Regions from separate parts of the Sus scrofa genome. Here regions 2, 3 and 4 are each linked to region 1. The links are chromatin contacts, called in public Hi-C and HiChIP or PLAC-seq maps. All regions are on one chromosome and are shown on one strand. The core of a region is the stretch at or near the end of the contact, and the rest is flanking DNA. Distances in the headings are between cores, read along the strand shown. Region 1 holds the start of RND3 (Rho family GTPase 3). Region 2 holds the start of MMADHC (methylmalonic aciduria and homocystinuria type D protein, mitochondrial). Region 3 has its middle 180 kb from the start of MMADHC. Region 4 holds the start of RIF1 (telomere-associated protein RIF1).

Region 1 (5,016 bases), core at 188-2,687:
CCGGCGGAGGAGGGTGATGCAAGGGGTCACGAGGGAATGGCGTGGGCCGGGGGACACGAGTGATCACGAGGGTGGGGGAATTCGGATCTGCAGGTTGGCGCTGAGGACGCAGGCAGCGGGGAGAGGAGGCCGGGCTACCGCCAGCTGGGTGCTGCCCGCGCCGCCAGCGCATTCCTGGCAGTAGGCGTCACGAGCGCCGCGGCTGCGTGCGCTCCCTTTACTTTCTTCTCCCCCCCGCCCCCAAACGCGGGATCCGCACGTAACTGCGTCGCTTCGGGGATTTTCTCCCACCTTCCACCACCCCTGCCTTGCTCTCCGCCTCCCCGACAAGCTGCAGGTCCTGGAGTGGCACTCATCCAGTTGGTTCCAAGGCGGCGCACGCATCCCTCCGCCCCCAACATTTGCCGGGAGGCGACCCGGACACAGCTCGGCCCCCCAGCCACTCGGCTACAAGGATTTTCCACCACGGGGTCACCCTTCGGGCACACAGCGCTCTTCCCTTCCCACAGCTACCCCCAACCCAATGTCGCCCCCCCCCCCCGCCCACCACTCAGAAGGGACCGCGGGAATCCCTCGCCAAGAAGCAAAGTTAACGGAGGGGAGCAGAGCCAGCGCTGATGGCGCGCTGGCGGATGGTGAGAGCGTGCCAAGCTTGGGGTCCTGAGACCCGCCGCTCACCCCCGAGCGGCTGGAAACCGGCCCGAGCGCCACGCGGTCCAATGACTCTCTTACCCGAAGTGTCCCACAGGCTCAATTCTATTCTTTGTGTGTCGATTTCGAAACTGGCCGTGTAATTCTCAAACACTGTAGGGACGTAATTCTGGACAAAATGGACAGAGGAATGGGGCAAAGAGGTTATTTTAAAATGCACGACACCCACAGAACACCCTCTGAAAATCGCCTCCTCATTCCCCAATTAAAGAAGTAAAACCCCCAAACCCACGACCACCAGACCTCACACTAAACACGCGGACCTTTTCCGAACCCCCCTTAACCCCCTCTCGCCACCCCCCTCCCATCTTCCAAGAGGAGAGGATCTGAATCTCACAACCCCACCTTCTGCACACATGACCGAACAAGTTTCAGAAGCTAACAGCAGAATGTGCAGTCGCATCCCAACCCTTAAACGCTCCCAGACCACTTTCCCTTTCCCGGCAGTCTAACCCAGGGGAAAGTAGTAAAGGGTGAGAAAGGCGGCTGAAAAAAGAAAAACGGGTGAAGTGGGGGAAGCCAGAGGATCCAGAGGCCCTCCTCACTCCTCGAAGCCCGGGCTGGCCCCACACTTACCTCGGGGAAGCAGTCTTTGGCGAAGACGTGCAGCAGCGCGGTTTTCCCACACTGACTATCTCCCACCACTACTATCTTGCATTTCACGTTCTGATTAGGATCCATGATAGATTTACTGGATAATTTCTGGCTGGCTCTTCTCTCCTTCATTGATCTTGCCTTATTTTCTCTTGGAACAGGAATTTTCTCTTAAGAGGAAAAAAATATATATGTTTCTCTATATTATAAAAAGCAGATATAAAAATACATCGCAAGGCTGATGGGAACCCCTGAAGCGCCGCGCAGATGAGAGCTAGAGGAGCAGGCTCGTTACTCTCCTCCAACAAGTTTTCTGCCTGACTCCACACCGCGCTTCCCAAGTCCAATTCCGATCCGACTGCTTTGTTTCACGCTCTCTGCGCGGCTTTATACGCCCGGCCTTCCAATCCTCGTTCTCAATGGGAGAAGGAAACTGATCCGCCTCCTCCCCTTTTATGGAGCCTGGGAGCGAGCGCCGTCTTCTTACTTGCAAAAAAAAAAAAAAAAGAAAAAAGAAAAGAAATGTAGACAGTGCGCCCTCTAGGGTAACCGGGCGGGATCTATTTCCAGACCAAGGCTCTGGGACAACTTGGAGATTGCAAAGACGCTTTGCTGAAGGATGGCACTGTAGGAGTACAGGAGGAGGTGCGAAATTGAATGTGCATTATTGACTTTTATTGGAATTACTTAAAGCCATTTTCATAAGGGCTAATCTACAGAAGCCTCGTGGATATTTATGAAAGCAAAAACATTATTCGCCCAAGTTAAAACATCATTATAAAACATAGGATGCAATCTTAGATGGGGAAGGGTTAAGTGGTTGTATTTTTTTTTTTTTTTTTTTTGTCTTTTTGCTATTTCTTTGGGCCGCTCCCGCGGCATATGGAGGTTCCCAGGCTAGGGGTCCAATCGGAGCTGTAGCTGCCGGCTTACATCAGAGCCACAGCAACTTAGGATCCGAGCTGTGTCTGCAACCTACACCACAGCTCACAGCAACGCCAGATCGTTAACCCACTGAGCAAGGGCAGGGACCGAACCCGCAACCTCATGGTTCTTAGTCGGATTCGTTAACCACTGCGCCACGACGGGAACTCCCAGTGGTTGTATTTTTTTAGGAAATGTTTTGTATCAGGTATATAGGCCATGGAACAATAGTTAAGCCAGGTTATTTCCCACTGGCTTGCTTGGGTCATAGTCAGAGACTGAATTCTGATACCTGTCAGTTTCAGTGACTTAGGATGAGGGGGGAAGGTTTTGAGGAGAGCGGAGAGGAGGTGGGAGAGGAAAAGAAAGAGAAGTGTAAGATGCTCATAACTGAGTAACATGAGACACCAAAATCTCATTCCTACTGCACTAGGGACCCAAACACACAAGGTCATTGTAGCCCCTCTTTCAGTGAGAAGAGGGGGTAAGAAGGATTCTGATCCTGCCTTTCAGCTCCTTTAACTGAAGCCTCCTCTTTTCAGGACTCAAAGCATCTTAGGCTCAACCCAGAAAACACAAATATCCTTAGCTGAAAAATGCAGGTACAACCTTCCACTCCCTTTCCACCTCGCCTCCACATCCATCTCCCTACCCACCCATCCCAAAGTCTCAGAGAGGACTAAGAATGACCATACATTTGTTCTCTCTTCCTTATAAAAAGCACTTCTTTTCTCATCTTCATCATCTCCTGTGCTTCAGATGATCAGGAGTTTTCACCTATTTAATTTTTTTTTATTGAGATGTGGTTGATTTACAATATTATGTAAGGTTTTGGGTATACAACATAGTGATTCAAAATTTTTACAGATTATACTCCATTTATAATTATTATAAAATACTGGCTATATCTCCTGTGCTGTGCAGTGTATCTCTGTAGCTTATTTATCTTATATGTGGTAGTCTGTACTTAATATCCTACCCCATCTGGCCTCTCCCCTTACCCCAAGGTAACTACTAGTTTGTTTTCTGTATCTGTGAGACCTTTTTGTTGTTGTTACTGTTTTACTAGTTTTTTTTATTTCACATATAAGTGATACCATACAACATTTGTTCTTCTCAGCCTGACTTATTTCACTTAACATAATAACCTCCAAGTCCATCCATGTTGTTGCAAATTACAAAATTTGCAGAGGTTTCACCTGTTAAATTGTATTAAGGACACTGACCCCAAAAGCCATATAGGTTCCCCTATAGACACTTTTAGGTTTGTAAACAAGAAGAAGATGAGGTCAAAAACCAGAAAGTTCAGTGTGGGGAGTGAAAAGGCACAGTGAAGGGTGGATAGGGAATTCCCCTGTGGCACTGCGGAAACGAACCTGACTAGTATCCATGGGGATACAGGTTCAATCCCTGGCTTGCTCAGTGGGTATGGGATACAGCATTGCTGTGGCTGTGGCATAAACCAGCAATTGTAGCTCTGATTCAACCCATAGCCTTGGAATTTCCATATACCACCGGTGTGGCCCTAAAAAGATGAAAGAAAGAACAGAACAGGTGGAAAGAAGGGAGGGAGGGAGGAGGATGGGAGGGAAAGAGGGAAGGAAGGAAGGAAGAAAGATGGATGGATAAAAGCCCAGGTGTGAATATCAACCCTAGGACTATGAAGCCTCAGGGATCTAAGGATGGTATCCTCTTCCTTTCAGAGTGGAGGAAACTGGAGCCCCCTGAAAGGAAGACCCTGAATCAGACTCCATGTGTAGGGTTGTGCTCATACACAGAGGGCTGACTCACAGAAAAAGGGATCGCTGGCCCTGCTCAAGTTGCTAAAGCAGCACTGGCCAAAGTTTGCTCTGCAGAAAGGAGCCTCACAGAAAGGGTCCCATGTCCTAATTAGTGATGGGGATAAGTGCCTGTATCAGCCCTTGAAGATGTAACCAAACACTTTGACATGTTACAGACATGAAAAAGCTCTATAGAAAGAGAGCCTATCTAACATAGCTCTACCCAGCATTCCCCAGATCTACTTAAGCACAGGAAACTTTGATCAAATTATTTACTTTGAGAAGCAAAAGACATAATGGCTGGGGGCAGGAGATCACAAAGAAGTGTGTCTGTGTGACCCTGGGTGAGTTCTTTAACCTTCTCTAAGCCGAAATTTCATCATCTATGAATCAGAAATCATGACAGTAATGAAAAGGGAATGCACAAGAAGTTTGCAGGATAGTTTCTGGTACAATAAGGACTCCTCGACCTAGTTTATATTTCACATATAATTCTTATTTGCACTTCTCAGAACTACTGAACACATCTTGGGAAATTCTGGCCTCATTAGTGGACTCACTAATTGGAGCTAAGAGAATAGATCCACCCCCTTTTTTTCTTAGGAATTTGCACCTTTCTGGAGGTATGATTTGACCTTCCGCTTTCCTGAATTGGTGTCATTTCTGTGGTTAAACTTCTCTAGCTAGCAATAGTTATGAATTATTAGCATTAGGCTGACAATGAATATAACAGTGTAGTTTATCATATAAGCTGGGACACTTTGGAGGGCAAAAGCAGGTCCCCTAATGATTATGTCAGAACGACAGTTGTAAACAGGGTCTGTCCCAGGCAAAATGAGAGACCTAATCACTTTAATGAATAATCTGGAAGCATAGACTATTTTTGGAAATCAGGTGACCTGAATCTCCAGGAACCTGCCAGTTGCTGAGTGAAATTTAGTAGATATGTAATAAAGTAGAAAACCACCTGCCTAAAGTCACCAGGCTTTGAATCCCTTTAGGGTAA
Region 2 (5,834 bases), core at 1,201-3,700, 780 kb before region 1:
ACTCTTTCTTCAAGATTTGGATAAACAGAACCTCCTTTTTAAGTCTCCAAAATGCAATGCCTATTTCCGGAGCATTCTGCCCACCTGAAAATTTAAGCATCCTCCCTTGGGTATGTTCCTAACCTGCTTGAAGAGACAAAAATGATAATTCTCAATGAGCAACTGCGATATTTCACACAAAAGACCCAGATTTTGGCTGTTCTTAAAAACTCTGAAGATCTGGCAGCACTGGACTCACATTCCCAAGTGACATTTAGTTGGCCACACATCACTAAGGAAAGGTTTCTCCCTTTATACTGGAAATGAGTATTTCAGTTTGTACAAGTCCCCACCAAAGTGTCTTAATTTACCTGTTTAGCCTCTAAAGCATGGACATTTCTGACCCTTGCTATGTATGCTAACTAAATTGTTGAGGACACACACATGTGCATATTTCATTACTAACATCTATTCAGCATTTACAATGCATATAAGCTAACACAAATTTTTAAAAGTATATTTATTATTTTATGTAAACTTCTAACAATAAAGGATTTATAAAAGTATTTTTCAAAATGCCCTACTGAAGTAATTTATTCATTCAAACCAAAATAAAGCCAGGTTAAATATTAGCATCCTACCTTAATTAATACTTCTTTGAGAGTAGAACACCATTCTTTTACAACATTCCCTTCCTATGATTATGCCTAGGTAAAAATTCATCTTAAAACATGGGCCAGACTTGTGGTCTACTTTTATGACTTGGCCCTATAGTCTCATCCTTACACTATTACTATATCATGTTCAATTACAGGAATACTATTCCTGTTAATTGTTGTCATATTAGTCTTCCTAACATGTAGCTCTAATTACATCACCAACATTTAAGGAATAAAGTCCAAATTACTGAGTTTGTTTGGATCCACAATCCAACCTCATTTCCCACTTATCTCTTTATATTTTATCTTACATTAAGGAAAATAGACCTGAGTTACCGATTTTTGAAAAGAGGGGAGGGTGTCACCGAATATTCCTGCTATTCTGCCCACCCAAACCTCAGATTATCTAAATCTCACCCATCTTTCAAAACTCAAATTAAATGCTTCTCTGATTAAGTGAACCCAAACCCTACATAGATACTGTGCTCTGAATCTGCACTGTACCTTTGGGTAGCTTAAAAAAAAGTTTCTATTTTTATTGTAACTGTTTTCACATATGTCTTATGTCCTCTACTATATGAACTCCTTATGGCAGGATGTGTCTGAGTAATCACTGGACAGTTAAAGTTAGTAAATATATCTGGTCTATGGGAATAGTATCTCTTAGTCTCATTTTGTAGTATTTGTAACGTTATTTCCTGTACTGAAACTGCTACAAAACCTTCAGTTGACCTAACCAAAGAAACAGAAAACGTCTTAAAAACAGATTCTAAATATTTACTGAAATGGCTTTTAAAAATGTTGAAAGGATGCTGGTACCGAATTTTTTTCTAAAAACGAATCTGTAGAATAAATACACCTGTATTGAAAAGTTTAAAGCATATGAACCTAACTGCACACCCTTTTGCTTCTCTTAACATTTCTGATACACTAAGCATGAGTAACATTGTGCCACCAGTATCATTATAAGTAAACCCTTCCACTTTCCTAGCAAGTTCCCAAACTATTTCATTACCATACTGGTGCTTAAGAGACTGATTTACTCACATTGGCCATTTCTGGCGGAAAGGGCAGACGCAAATTATCTTTCCTTTCGTAAAGTTATGCCTGGGAAAGGACAAAACAAAACAGGCCGGTGACGGATTCAGCTCTGACAGACGGCTCGGGTAACGTTCACCACTGCCTGTGTCCCTCCACCGTCAAAGGCACCGAAGTGCAAGCTCTCCCCGTCCCCCAAGGAAGCCAGGATTCGTCCCCAGCCCCTACAGCGCACAGACCACGGTCCAGAGGCCGTGCAATTCTCGGCCCGGTCTGTGTCCGCAGAACACAACTCCGACTAGATGGGGTAGACTGAGAGACCGTCCACCAGTACGGAATCCTGAGGCCCCGAGCAGGTTGTTAACACAGGCCTGACCACAGCTCTAAGCGAGGGTGGGGAACGTGGAGCCGTCCACCGGGACAGCGTCCTGAGGCTCCGAGTAGGTTTTTTAACACAGGCCTGACCACAGCTCTAAGCGAAGGTTCGAGCAGCGCCGAGGGATGAGAAAGCAAAAAAAGTCCTAAAGACAGGACGACAGGATGACTGGGGACAGCGACAGGAGCCCTCTCGGAATAGGGGCAACACTGAAAGCTGGGGCACGAAGACTGGCGAATTTGGAGAGAATAACGCGGGTGGAAACAAGCCGTACCAGTCACCACCGCCGCCGCCTCCAGCTGTCCCAGCGCTCTACGCTTCCCGTCTTCAAAATGGCGGCGCGACGGCGGCGGGGTGAGCGTACGGGGGCAGCGAGCAGACTGAAGGAGTTGCTTCCGAGCGCGTCGATGGGCAGGATCGTCGAACCACCGCTGCGCACGCGCACAGTAGGCTTCCGTAGCGCCCCTTCCATTGGATAGTCCCGCCTGGCTGTGGGAGGAGAAAAGGTGAGTTGCGGTGACAAGACGGAGGGCTTGTGAGCTGAGTTTTGATGGGTCTTTCCTCTTTCCTTAACTCAGTGAAATATTTGAAAGCCTTCACTCTCCCTAACACTTTCTTTTTGCTTCTAGGAAGTATAGTCCTCTGTTCTTTGTAACGTGGTTTTTTTTTTTTTTTTAGTTTTTCGTGACTTACTGTTTTTGAGAATAGGGCATTTATGTTTTTCTCTTAATAGGCTCAGTAAATATATATCAAATGATGGACCTAGAGATTATCATACTAAGTGAAGAAAGCCAGACAGAGAAAGATAAATATAATATCAATTATATGTGGAATCTGAAATTTGACACAAACTTATTTACAAAACAGAAACAGACACACATAGAACACAAATTAATGGGTTCCAAAGGGGAAGAGGTTGGGAGGGATGAATTGGGAGTAGGGGAGTTAACAGAAAGGACATTACCATATATAAAATAGATAAACAAGGTTTATTGTACAGCACAAAGTACTTTATTCAATATCTTAGAATTAACAAGGAGTTGAAAGAATATATGTCAAATGACTTATTTATAAAGAGTATATATTTTCATTTGTCAGTTATACTTAAAAAAATTACCCTAAGTCCATACTTTATTCATGCAGATATTTTTAGCTGGGTCATGGTGGGCAAGTTTCTTTTTTTCTTTATGCGTTTAATTTCCTTACTTCTAAAACAAATAATAATAATGCTTAACTCGTAGATTGTTTCTGAAGACTAAATCAGTTCATCTATAGCTAACACATTATAGCGAGCACGCGCATGCACACACACACACCTCATAGCTTGAGAATCATAGAGGGTTCTGAGAAAAACCACTGAACTAAGTCTTGAAGTTACTTACACCTCGTTATTTTTTCATGCCTCATAATTTCTCTTTCAATTTGGCTCACTTGTCCAGGTTATATAATAAGATTTCTGGTTGAATGATATTCGTAAGCTTTTTGAATCTGGGAACCATATGTTATTCATTATTGCCAGGACAGAAAGTCCTCTGTCAGGTAGAGGTGGAAGTTAAGAGTCAGTGGTCAGTGGAATGGCAGGAGGCTGTCAGGAATAATTTCATAGTAGAAGTGGTGCTTGATCTGTGTTTTGAAAGATGAGTAGGTTTTTTTTTTTTTTTTTCCCTGAATGCCAAGAAAAGACAGAGGGGTGAGGACATTTCAGTCAAAGGAAGCTGTGTGGTCAGAAATAAGGAATTCAGAACACTATGGGCAGTTGGGAGATCCACAAGTAATCAAGGGGTTGAGTTGGAGGTTGACAGGGGCCAGATCATAGTTGGGCTTCAGTGTGTTACTAAGGTAGATTAATCCTGGAAGCAGATTTATGTAGAATTATGGCATTATCAGATTTGTGTCTTGGGGAGATCTTGGCCTTCAGTATAGCAGATAGGTTGGAAGGATGTGGAATTGGAACTGAATCGAGTGGTTAGGAAACTATTGCTGTGTCCATGAGAGCCTGATTTAAAGGTGAGGGGAAAGTTGAGGAATCAATACTGCATAGCTATCCATTAGTTGCAGATGAGGAAAAGGACAAGTTGAAGAGGACCTTCTAAATTTTTGACTTAAGATTTATGGTGAATGGAGTTGCTTTTGCTGAGATTGGGAATCCAGTGATAGTAATTTGTGAAATGTATGTTGTGTGGTGGCACTTGGGATTTTCCCATTATTTATTTTAATTCTCATAACAATCCAGAAAATGGGTGTGTTATTATCCTTATGTTAAATTTGAAGAAAATAAAGCACAAATAGATTACATGTATCACCAAAGCTTCCAGGGCTGGATTTAAATCTAGTCTCTTTGGGAGTTCCCATCATGGCTCAGTGGTTAATGAATCCAACTAGGATCCATGAGGTTGTGTGTTCAATCCCTAGCCTTGCTCAGTGGGTTAAGGATCTGGCATTGCCATGAGCTGTAGTGCAGGTTGCAGATGCTGCTCGGACCCTGTGTTGCTGTGGCTCTGGCGTAGGCCAGCAGCTACAGCTCCAATTTGACCCCTAGCCTGGAACCTCCATATGCTGCAGGAGCAGCCCAAAAAATGGCAAAAAGACTAAATGAATAAATAAATAAATCTAGGTCTCTTTGGTTTAAAAATAGTGTTTTCTTTCCCATAGGTGTTGTCTCCTAGGAGGAAAACAGGTTTTAGGAGAAAAGTAATGAATTTGATTTGGAATATCTTGAGTTTTAAGATGCCTGAGGGGCATATGTATTGGATTGTCAGTAAGTCATTTGGAAGTAGGCTTGTAGTTCAGGAAAGTGGTTTATGTGGGAGACAGAGATTTGAGGGTCATTGACGTGTGTAACGGTTAAAACTGTGGGAACCCCTTACTCTGGAGGTCAACAATAGGCTTTAAGGAAGGAAGGTCTGTAAAATTCCAGAAAATGTGTGCAGATTTTTGTATATTTGTAAGTAGATCCACCCTCTCCCCTTCCATTGAGTGAGACCGGGAATCAAACCCTCATCCTCATGGATTCTAGTCAGGTTCGTTACCGCTGAGCCACGACAGGAGCTCTGCCTCTTCGGATTGCTAAGGAGTTCATGACCCTGGTAAGATCAAGAACCACTAATGTAGAATATAAGGGAAAAGGGCACAAATCAGAAGACTAGGAAATATTAATTAAAGGGGGTAACAGAAGAAGAAAAAATGAGCAATGGCGACTGAGAAATTTTCAGTCAGAGGGTAAAAGGACATCAGGAGAGTATTCTAGACATCAAGAGGGTAATTGCTCAATTTTATTCGATGCTGCAAAAAGGTGTTATCAAGGACCCAAACCAATCCGTTGGATTTGATAACTAGGGCAATGGTGACTTTGTCAGAGGTATTTCAGTGGAGTAGTAGGGAGGTGGAATTTTGGTAACACGGAGTATTTAAGGGATGAAACACAGATTCTTGAGGGGAGAGACCTTCTTCACTGTAGTCCTTGGGCGTCATTGTATTCCTGCCACAGAGATGTGATTGGTAATATTTGTTGAAAGTTGAGCAGGTGAAGAAGTGATGACCATTAATAACCAGCTACCATTGCTAACAGCTGCTTTCTGTTCTGTTGTTTCCAGGCTCCATATTGAATAGTATTTATCTACCCAGTGACTGGGCTGGAGAGGCAGTGGTGTCTCTGTATATAAATGATGAAACTGTGACTTAGAGAGGCTTAGTAAACTGCCTGATGCACACAACTATGTGCAGTGATGAATATGAGAGTCAAACTTGGATTTACTCCAAAGTCTTTGTTCCTTCCGTGGCAG
Region 3 (5,531 bases), core at 1,259-3,758, 610 kb before region 1:
GTAATATAAAGTGATAATAACATAATAAGAAATACAAATAGAAAAAAAATGGGAACAGGAAAAGACTATTAAGGCCTGAAATAATGGAGCAATCAGACATAACAAATTAAAATAACTATCCTTAATGTATTCAAGGGGATAGAAGAACAGATGGGGGATTTGGGGAGAGGCTAGTAACTCTTAAAAGTCTAAGAAATTATAAAATTGGAAGATGAAATATTTGAAGTTGAGGACTCAACATGTGACAGGAAAAGCAGATTAGATACAGCTAAAGAAAGAAAAAATAACTGAAGGATAGGCCAGAGTAAAATATCTAGAATGAAACTCAGAGAAGCAAAAGAGTGTGGGAAATAGAAGAGAGGGCCAAAGACAGTCAGGAGGTCCTACATGCATGTAGTGGAATCCTAGAGAAAGAGAGAATAATGCAGAAGCAATACTTGAAGTAATGCCCGAGAATTTTCTGAAACCAATTGAAGACATCCAATCCTTAATTTCAAGTTCTACATATTATGTCCCTAGGCAAGATCCAGTTTCCTGAACGGCCATCAGGGGGGTCAGCTCATACAACCAGTGCTGGAGAATTAGCTGCGCATGAATGGAACTTAGAACAGTAAGAAATGGAGGGTATCTAGAAAGATAAATTCCCCTTCCATTCTTTTCCATTGACTGTTCCTAGCTGTGGTTCATTCTTGCAACCCCTACATAGAAGTTAGTGTGCTCAGCTACTAAGCAGCCTATCACGTCTCTTGGTAGTTTGATGAAATATGTTACCATATGTTACCATATTTCATTAAACTTGTATGTTGAATTCCTTGTATATTTTTTTGCCTCATTACCCCTTTTCCATATTCATACCACCCTGGGGGTACACTTCTCAAAGTAAAACATACATTTCCTAAGCACAATGTTGATAGAAAAAATACCGATTATAAAGGAGTATATATATTGTATGGTTTCATGTATGTAACATGCAAAGACAGGCCCAACTAAATTATAACATTAGTATTCAGGATAGTGACTAATTTGAGAAGGAAGACAGAATAAAGACTAGAGATGAGGGCCATTAGGGGAACTTTCCATGGTGCCTACAACTTCCTATTTCTTTGACTAGAACAGTATATATGTTAGTGTTTACTTTATGAAAACTTTTTGAATAGCACATTTGAGTTCTTTTCTATATATGTATTATAATTCACAATAAAAATGTAAACATCACACTAAAAATAATTTTAGGCGTCTTTCAAAATATGCAGTGATGGTTTTTGTGTCATGTTACACTATTTGGGAATCATCTCCCCACTTGTTAACTAATGGCAAGTATTCTAAATGAAGTTATACTGTTTGCTGGACGTCTTAATGCAGTTGACCCATAACACACATTTTTTATATTAAGAGAAAATGTTTCTATTCCTTTCTCCTTATCAGCCCCTCCAAAATATTCACATATGACCATGGGGCAAACACACAAAACATGAGGCTCATTTGATTCTCAGTGAACCATATGGTCCATCTAAACTATTACACAATTCCAGACTCTAGCCAAAATAAGCAAAAAAAAAAAAAAAAAAGTTTTGGAAAGAAAGCTAATGCTTATTCAACATCTATTATCCGTTACGGACTGCACCAGGACCTTATCTTTTGAAATTTCATGACAACCCTGTTAGATAGGGAGCCTTATCCTTATTTTAGTATCATTGATATTCATGTCAAATTCCCAAATAGATAATAAATGCTGCAAATGCAGCAGTTATTATTTCAATTCTTGGTATTGCATTAGTGCTAAATTAATAGATTATGAATAAGCCTTCCTAGGCCTTGATTTTTGATATCTAATAATATCAAAATCACCTCAAGGAGAATATGAGGTAAAATATCATGAAGTAAAATTTTAGTGTGCATTCATTCTACACATTTGGATCCTAATCATGCAATTCCCTGCTGCCTCTTGGCAGGGAAGCCAGTTCCAGGAAAGAGTTAATCTTCCTTTTAAGACATAGTTTATTCTCTTAACATTTTTCCTCTTTTCACTGCAGAAACAGGCCTATTAATCATTATTTTGAATCAAGGTTATGCAAGTCCAGGCAGTTCCAACTTGCAAACTGACGGAAGTTTGACCAACTAAGTCCAAATTTCCAGGACTACATTTAAGCACAGTGCACTTGTACCTTTACCTGTACTCATACTTTGCCAAGTGCATTTTCTCAAACTTTTCAGGGCTGGGATGCCTTCAAACCCGAAACAGCCTTCCTTGTATGCGGAATTTCCTCCATGCAGACCTCTAGGTGTTATAACACAGAGGCAGGTTGTCCTTGAGTGAGACTGATAGATAAATGAACCCATATTTGCTTCTTTGTTTCTCATCCCCTAACTTCAGCTGCTTTCTACCCGCTCCTTCCATGGCCAGTGCTTTTTCCTGCTGTTTGGCTCTCATGGTTCTTAGTTTAGCTGGGTTATAGCAGGTGGAGGTGGATTCATTATGGAGAAAGATCTAGCCTCTGTTTGCTTGTTATGTAGTTAATAAATCACCTTTCCCAGGGCACATCAGCTGAGCCAAACTAAAAGGAACATTTCTCAAGGAGGCCAAAAGGCAGGATAAAAATCTTTCCCAAAATGCAGTTTACCAAAGTAGCTGCCAACTCTACTCTTTCTACATGGAAGGCCAGTCTTCGTCTTATTTGTAGTCTCTAAAGTATGATCTGATATCTCACAGGCATTTCCTTTCTGGATCTTATTTTAAAATTAATTCTCATTTAATGTGGGCTTATAATGTGGTTGACACTGAATAAGAAATTTCACAAGTTTCTTTCTATCTCACTAAGCCTCAAAGGCAACTTGGTGAAGTAAATATTTTAATCCTCACTTTATAGATAAGAAAACTGACAGTCAAAGAGGTTAAGTGACTGTTGAAGTCCTCCTGGTAAGCTACAGAGCTAAGGCCCTAACCTCCACCTCGTTCTTTCCACTACACACAGTTTGGGAGGAAAAGTAATTAATATGAAGATTCATAGGCCGTGTGCATTAAGCTGCCTACTTATACTCAGCAGGTCTATTATAAGATCGTTATATTTATAAAGCGCAGGATTATACATGCAGTTTGCAATCAGATACCTACAGGGATCAAACTACTTAGTTCATAGTGCTTTGATCTTAGCCAAGGAAAGGTCTTTCCTGAATCCATGGAGCAGATTGTGAGGCATGCTCCTCGGAGGTAAATAAGGAAAGAGAGGTGATATTAACAAACTTTAAAACCTAGATAGTCAGAGATAATATTTGATGATGCAGCACAGAGCTTTCTTATAGTAAAAAGCATAGTTTAACTTAGATAAAAATGTTGCAGTGGGATGACTTCATGACTGTTCATGAATGCAATCAGCTTCCTTACTGAGCATATTCAATTTTTACTGCATGAAAAAATTTTGGTGCTATTTTAACCCTCTCAAGTTCAACTTGCATTTTTATGTTCATTATTTTGGGAGTTGATGTTTAATAGGGATAAAGATAAGCTAAAGAGAGGAGGGAAAATTATATCTGTTTGTAAGATTTTTAGTGGTTTAATCTATAGAGCAGAGTATAGCTCAGGGAAATTCCTGTGGTGATATCTGTAAGCAAAATGTTTTAGCAAAATGTTAGATTTACTGAGAAGGCCATGTTACATTTTTCTTAAGTTGAGGTTGGAAGGTAGAAAGACTGACAAGTATTTTTTCTTTTTTATCTTGCCCAGAAACTTATACACACACACCTGGCACAACACATGTCATTCAGGTAGACCTCATCATTCATTAATAAGGCATCAACACAGTGTTGATTCGTTCATATCTTTTTCTGTAGAATCTAATTGACCATCCCCTTTGCAGAAAAAACTGATGAGTCCTGTTGTTGAAGACCCCTAAGAGATTCAGATAGTTCAGGCCAGGATTATATGTTCCATTTGCCTTTCTGATTCAGCAAATGAGTTAAGAAGTCACTGTGACTTATTCCATTGTGGCATTTGTTTGGTCCTTACACCTTTGATTTTAGCGATTTTTAAAGGCCCTTGCTGTTGATGCTGCCATTGTTTATTGGGGGAATTGAAAATGTAGTTATACATAATCATGGCTTATTGTGTTTGCTTTTGTAGAAAGAAGGATCCAGAGGGTAAATGTCTTCTTGGTATTTTCCAGCAGTGTGAACCATTTCTGGAAAGTGGCTATGATGAAAGTCCCCAGCTCAGGCACTGTTGTCATAGTCCTCTGTTCGCCTACTCTCTGGCTTCATGACCCAGTTCTTTCCTTTGCTTATACCACAAACCTTGTAGTCATCCTCACACTTCAAACACTGGAAATCTGTTTCTACTTTTCAGATATAAACCTGCCACTTCTCACCAGTACCATGGTTGCCACCCCTGATCTGAAGCACCATTATCTCTTGCCTGAGTTTCTGACTAGTTTCCCTGCTTCTTCCTTAACTTTCCTACAGCCAATTCTCAACCCAGCCCTAGAGTGATTCTTAAATATACTGCTCCTTAGACTAGAAGCATCAGCAGAACCTGAGAGCTTATTAAAAATTCAGAATCTCAGACCCTGCTCCAGACCTTCTGAATAAGAATCTGCATTTTAACAGGATCCTCAGTTATCATAAGACTATCAGTAGTGAAAGATTATGAAAAAAGTGATCAACCAACCAATGAACGAAAACAAAAACTCTTTGAATTTATCATAGACCAAAATGCAAAAAAAAAAAAAAAAGCCAAAAGTAAAATTTAAAAACATGAAAAATGGGTATAAAAGTGCAAGTCCTAATTTGTATTTTTTGACTCAGCAGATCTGGAATTCCTCTGTCAAGCTGCTACAGAAGTTTCTAAATACCCCAAAATCTTCACTAAAGTTTTTGCAGACCAGTTTCATAGACTGGCACCTGCCCAAGGACCACTCCCTCTCTTTCAGATCTAGCTGCTGGCTTTGCTCTCCTTGATGGTCCTGATATCACCTTTGTGCTTGGGGCCTGTGCTCCAACTGTTCCCTCTGTCTGGAGCCCTCTTTCCTAATTAACCACATGGTTAAATCCATCACCTTTTCAAGTCTTTGCTTAAAAGGTGATACCTGCTCTACTTACTGCTTGAATTGTTCTGAGGCTTCTCATATCTTTTTGTCCTTAGTCTTTGTTTAAATGTCTGTGACTCAGTTTCTTCATCTCTTAAGGAAGAATGACAGGGTTGTTGGGAGGATTAAATAAATGTATATTTATAAAAGAACCTAGAGCAGTGCCGAAAACATTTTAGTATATTATAAAGTGTTAAGTATTATAATGATTAGTGTACCTTAAATACATGGACGAAGGACTGAAAAATGTGGTAACCCCTGGGAAGGGTTATAGAATTGATGGTGGGATGTAAAATATTTTGTATTTTTCACTAAATCATTTCTAGCTCATTTAAAAATTTTGCAATGGATATTTGTTTCTTTAACAATTAATGAAACATGCTACAGAGGATGAAAGGAAAGCTTTTTGTGGTTGGTCTGCTTCTTCTATCTTATTTCCCAAAGGGACGTGTA
Region 4 (5,215 bases), core at 566-3,065, 880 kb after region 1:
GGCTCCATTATACTGAAACTCAGTGTTGCAAACCTGCCCACATATTTCACTCATTGACTAATAACTTCTTAACCTTCCTTTTTTTTTTTTCTTTAGGGCTGCACCTGGGGCACATGGAAGTTCTCAGGTTAGGGGTCGAATCGGAGCTGCAGCTGCTAGCCTGCTCCACAGCCATGGCAACTTAGGAGCTGGGCCATATCTGTGACCTACACTGCAGCTTGTGGCGACGTCAGATTCTCAACCCACTGAGCGAGGCCAGGGATCGAACCTGAATCCTCATGGTTAATAGCTGGGTTCTCTGCCACTGAGCCAGACGAGACTTCACCATCTTAAATATCTGGGTTGTCGTGCTTCTGACCAGAAAATGAGGAGCAAATTCCCCTTCAAAGGTTAAGGAACTTATCAGGCTGCACTGAAAACCTTTCTCCGACATTACTTCCATAGTGTCTCTACACTTAACCAGACACAGCTCATTATTTCCTATTTCTGTAGGTTGGCTCACACAAAGTTGTAGGTCTCCTTCCCTCTCTTTCATCTTTTTGTTTAAAAAACATGCTCTGTGTTGAGCGCTTGGTTTGGCAGAGGCTTTGCTAGGTGCAGATAACACAGAAAAGGGCAAACCACCGCTAATAGTTGTGTGTGGATAAGTAAAAGCTCAAGCCAGGTGCAGAGAACCCATGAGGCCACAGTGGAAGGACCAGATGCTGTTGGGCCTTAGTTGCCTGGTTTAAAGTTGACAAAATTACTCAAGAGACTCAGAGGTCTAGGAAAAGGGGAGCAACATATTAGCACTAAGAACCAACTTTCATTAAGAGTTTACTGTAGGAGTTCTCGTCGTGGCTCAGTGATTAACATATACGACTAGGAACCATGAGGTTGCGGGTTCGATCCCTGGTCTTGCTCAGTGGGTTAAGGATCCAGCGTTGCCGTGAGCTGTGGTGTAGGTCGCAGACGTGGCTCGGATCCCGAGTTGCTGTGGCTCTGGCGTAGGCTGGTGGCTACAGCTCCGATTCGACCCCTAGCCTGGGAACCTCCATATGCCGCGGGATCAGCCCTAGAAAAGGCAAAAAGACAAAAAAAAAAAAAAAAAAGTTTGCTGTAGTTTCTCCAAGTGTTAAGTCCTAGCCAAACCCCACCCTTCAACCTCTGAGGCCTAATAGAAGAATGCAGATCCTACCTAAATCTACCTAATCACAATGCCTAAGGGCGGGTCCCAGAAGCTTGCAGTTTAATTATGAATAGCCCCAGGCCATTGTTATGTACACTTAAAACTTGAGAGTCCCTGGCCTCTCCAACCTCTTCTCACTTGGCTTTCTCCTGAATTAGATACTATTATCATCCCTATTTTACTGAGGAGGAAGTTGAGGCATAAAAAGGTTGATTAACTTGCCAAGGTCATGAAGAACAAGAGGTTGGAATCTAGACCAATCTAAATGCAGGTCTTAGTCTTTTTTTTAATATATAATGATTTTTATTTTTTTCCATTATAGCTGGTGCAACTCTTAGTCTTAAACATCACCATCCAATTATCTCCTCTTGCTAAATGAGTTGTTGCCAATACTTTAACAAATACTGGAATTGCAATTTGAAGACAGTCTGAAGACCCACTACCTTTAAAATCGGTGAACTTTGGAGATTTACATTTTGAATTTCAAGACCCTCGCTGGTTAAATTTAACCCAACCACCTGCAAGGTGACCTGGGGGGCAGGGAGGGGACACAGCAGGAGAGGGAGAGAGGTGATCGATGACTCCGGTGCGCCACCGCCTGTTGGATTGACTCGAGCCTCTCCGGCTAGGCCTGCCCCACTCGCGCGCGCTCCGGGCCCCGCCCCCGCCGCCATCTTGGTTTAGGAGGGAGCTGGCCGCACGCGTGAGTAAACAGCCCGAGCCGGAAAAGTCGAGCTCTGGCCGCCTCAAGGTGCTACGGGGCGACGGCGGAGGAGACGCAGGCCTGTCTTTGTACGTGGGGTGAATATTGGGATCCCAGTGCTGGGCGGCTGGAAGCTTCGGCCCGGCGCATCCTCCGCCCCCTCGCGGCGAGACGCCTCGCGCCCCGGGTTTCTCCCGCCCCCCGCCGGTCTCCTCCCCCTGTTGAAAGCTGCCCGGGAAAGTGGTGGCGGGAGCGGGCCTGGGCTGGGGCGCGGCGTGGGCCTGGGTGCGTGTGGCGGGGCAGGCGGAGATTCGGACTGTGGGTCCCTCCGCCTCCAGGAGCTCGCGGCGTGGACGCCGTGGGGCTCTGGGGCCGGGTCCCTGCCGGGCCGCGGAGGGGGTTGTTTCCCTCGGTCACCGGCTCTTCCCCTCTTCCGGTCCGGGCCGCAGGGTGGCCGACATGACCGCCCCGGGTCCGAGCCACCTGGCGCCGCTGTTGGAGACTCTGGAAGACCCTTCCGCCTCCCAAGGAGAGCAGACCGACGCTTACCTGACTCTGACCAGGTGAGGCCTGCTGGGGGTGGGGGTGGGGCGCCCTGGTGGGTCTCGGGGAGAGGGTACTGCAGGTGGGGCGCAGCAAGCGAGCTTGTGTATTCTAGAGTCTGGGAGCTGTGCGGGCGCTCGGGTCGCGGGCTGGTGGTGGGGAAGGTATGTGCTCAGTGACGTTCACTGTTGCGGGGGCTGCTGCCCTTGAGGCGTGTGTTTGGAATGAGGAAGCCCGCACGTGTGTCTCGCTTGCAAAGGGTTAGGGAAAGTTTGCTTGGAAGTAAGCGTGCTGGAGTAGAGGTTTTTCAGTGTAAGCCATCTCTGTCTTGGAACAGTGTGGGGCAACCCAGAATTGGCTTTTTAGTAGAGAGCAATAAGCCGAGTTTAATTTAAGTCGCACATGCTTCGCGGCTTATTTTTTCCCCGCAGACCGTATTTTTCTGAGTTACTTAGAGTTACTTGGAAATTACTGGAAAAGGGTTAACAGCAGGTACAAAATGATGAAGATTTGAGTAAATTTCTAAGTAGGGATAGATTTCGCTTTTACATAGTGAAACTGTCAAAATGTGTCTATGGATGCACAAGTTATTGTGAGGGCGGCTTTGCATTTATTTCAGTTGTATACTGTATTATATATTAAGTTATCTTAAGCACTGAGTCAGTTAATTTGCCAGAGTTCTAATATAACATTTAAAAAGATTATGCAGGTATTTCAGGGAGTGATTATAGTTTTTTTATGTCTTCCAATTGCATGAACTTGTGTTCTTTCCGCTTTTAAGTCGTATGACTGGAGAAGAGGGAAAAGAAATCATTATAGAAATTGAGAAAAAACTTCCTCGGCTCTTCAAAGTTTTAAAGGTATGTATCTTTGTTGTTTATTAAATAGCTTGTGGGGAAAATGTTTTGCCAACTCAACTTTGAACGTAAAGTAAATAACAGTAGTATTATTATAGTACTGTTTGAGGATTTACAGTGTATTGAGTGCTGTCTTAATTACCTTACGTGTTTTCTCTTATTTAGTCCTCCAATCCTCCATGTCCCAGTGGGGTTACTCTTTAATCCCCACTTTGCAGAAGAAATTGGTTTAACTTGCCTGAAGTTGCCAAGGCACTTGAATCCAAAACTTGCATTCTTAATGTAAAAGTGGTGATCAGAGTTCAGTGATCTGTTTGTAGCAATCCATTTCTAAATAAATGACTCTATAATTTTGTCATTCATTTACTGTGTGGGTAACATTCTTTTTTTTTTTTAAATCTTACCCTCAGTTTTTGCCGCAGTTGCTTGGTTAAAAAAATCCTTACTATGGTTATCTTGTTTGCTTGTTTATAGGGAAGTTATATAGTTTAATATCAAACCAAGAACCAGTGCCCTTGTCCTCACTTGCTTATATGGTGGTTTTGTGACTTTCCTTTACACCTAACTTTTAAGTTCCTTGTTTTTAGAATTCAGAGGTTAAACTAAATCTCCACAGTCCCTTTGAGTTCTTATTTTTACAACCTTGTTTTCATGCTTTTAGACAGGATTATTCCATCAAGATGTTTATTGCACGTTTTAGTGTGTTTTCTGGCTAAATGTTGAGGCATTGGGGGTAATGCCTTAGCCACCCTACAGTATTTGTTAAAGTTAGTGCTTTTTGTTCATGTAAGAAAGAACTTTATTGTGTAGTAGTTCAAGATTTATTAATATTATAAACGTATTAATGGTATTACTTACTATTATTTACCATTTTTCTTCATTGTCATGTTCCACATTTCAGCAGTATAGTTGATGTGATGAAGACATGCATCATGTATTTGGTGTTTGAGAGCATATAGGATCAGGAACTCATTTGCATGAGTCAGGTTGCATTGTTGGAAATTGGGTTTGTAACTAAAATGCCAGATGAATAATTATTTAGAAGCATGTGGGTGATTAATAACAGTTGATTGCACAGATGCTACTGCTATCTTGGAGATAGTCTTAAGTGTTTATTGGTGGTTGTCTCAACTGATTGCTTTAGCATCCTTTTCTGTCTCAGGGTTTGATATTTCAAATGTTTGGTTTCATTAATTATAAAAGGGGTGCTCCAGGGAAGTGTCTGTTCTTATGTTTAATTACTAACATTTACTATTTTTCCTGGTCAAGAGTAGCAAATAGTCAGGAATTCCTTGGATAACTGTTTTAGAGGAATATGAGGATTTAAAGATAAATCACTTTCGAATAGGAAATGGTACCAAGAAAGATGCAAAGTCCCAAGTCAGTGTAGGGTTGGGGCATATGGCAAGACTCCCTTTGACAGGTTTGGGATTCTGAATTCCAGGTGGTCATGGATTCAAATTCTACTAGTTGTGAAGAAAGAATTTTTTTTTTTTTTTTTTTTTAGACTGAGATAATGTTTAAACCTCCTAACACTTCAGTCACTCAGTAAATGTTACGTTCTACCCCTTCCCTCTCTGTTAGAATTTTCACTGTACTCTAAGCCTAATATGGCAGCTTTTGCCTTTCAGTCTTTTGCTTACTTTTTGTGAAAGGGCTTTGCTCCTGCTCTTTATTTACTGTCTAGTGTCTTCAGCATCTTCCGTTTGTTGCCTTTTTTTTTTTCTTTCAGGTGTGTGGAGATACTCATTAAGAAAAATATTCTTAGCTGATCACTATCTAGTTTCTCTTTTCCTTTTTTAATCTTCCCTCAAGGATTTGTTTGTTGTTGGGATTAAAATGTAATTTTGTTTTTTAATCAACTTTTCCTGGCTAAAAATTGATTTACAGTCATACTTGTTTGTAACAAATATGATTTTGTTTTTATAGAATCACATAACCAGT

Evidence for each region. A called contact is a pair of places that touch in the nucleus more often than the background predicts. HiChIP or PLAC-seq counts read pairs in DNA pulled down with a chosen protein or histone mark.
Region 2: a contact with region 1 is called in an H3K27ac HiChIP or PLAC-seq map of alveolar macrophages. The contact joins the promoter of MMADHC here to the promoter of RND3 in region 1. A contact is called at or near these places in 3 of 5 promoter capture datasets (fetal liver, fetal skeletal muscle and liver), 25 of 47 Hi-C or Micro-C datasets (adipocytes, adipose tissue, alveolar macrophages and 16 more) and 2 of 2 datasets of contacts at active chromatin or transcription factors (alveolar macrophages and skeletal muscle).
Region 3: a contact with region 1 is called in a Hi-C map of liver, with 2.3 times the contacts expected there. The contact joins the enhancer-like site here to the promoter of RND3 in region 1. A contact is called at or near these places in 2 of 5 promoter capture datasets (fetal skeletal muscle and liver), 11 of 47 Hi-C or Micro-C datasets (embryonic fibroblasts, liver, mesenteric adipose tissue and 4 more) and 1 of 2 datasets of contacts at active chromatin or transcription factors (skeletal muscle).
Region 4: a Hi-C map of embryonic fibroblasts shows a contact between it and region 1, with 6 times the contacts expected there. The contact joins the promoter of RIF1 here to the promoter of RND3 in region 1. A contact is called at or near these places in 3 of 47 Hi-C or Micro-C datasets (embryonic fibroblasts, heart right ventricle and omental adipose tissue).

What each region holds. Positions count from the first base shown.
Region 1 is chr15:1,712,010-1,717,025 of Sscrofa11.1, reverse strand. RND3 (Rho family GTPase 3) reads right to left here and starts at 1,437. Exons shown (of 5, transcript NM_214296.1): 1 at 1,288-1,437; 2 at 733-820. The coding sequence starts at 1,437.
Region 2 is chr15:2,495,696-2,501,529 of Sscrofa11.1, reverse strand. It overlaps MMADHC (methylmalonic aciduria and homocystinuria type D protein, mitochondrial), which reads right to left and starts at 2,450. Exons shown (of 8, transcript XM_003133258.4): 1 at 2,327-2,450; 2 at 1,686-1,745. The coding sequence starts at 1,694. LOC102159998 (a long non-coding RNA gene) reads left to right here and starts at 2,433. Exons shown (of 4, transcript XR_002339312.1): 1 at 2,433-2,558; 2 at 5,646-5,834.
Region 3 is chr15:2,320,583-2,326,113 of Sscrofa11.1, reverse strand. No RefSeq gene overlaps it. Among named protein-coding and RNA genes, the nearest start is that of MMADHC, 180 kb to the left of the region's middle. Within about 2 kb of position 2,508, at least 3 of the 83 cell types and tissues checked have an H3K27ac peak or open chromatin away from gene starts, as enhancers often do. A contact at or near this core is called in liver, where this site is marked.
Region 4 is chr15:828,636-833,850 of Sscrofa11.1, reverse strand. RIF1 (telomere-associated protein RIF1) reads left to right here and starts at 1,815. Exons shown (of 35, transcript XM_021076097.1): 1 at 1,815-1,960; 2 at 2,321-2,434; 3 at 3,196-3,274; 4 at 5,201-5,215. The coding sequence starts at 2,331.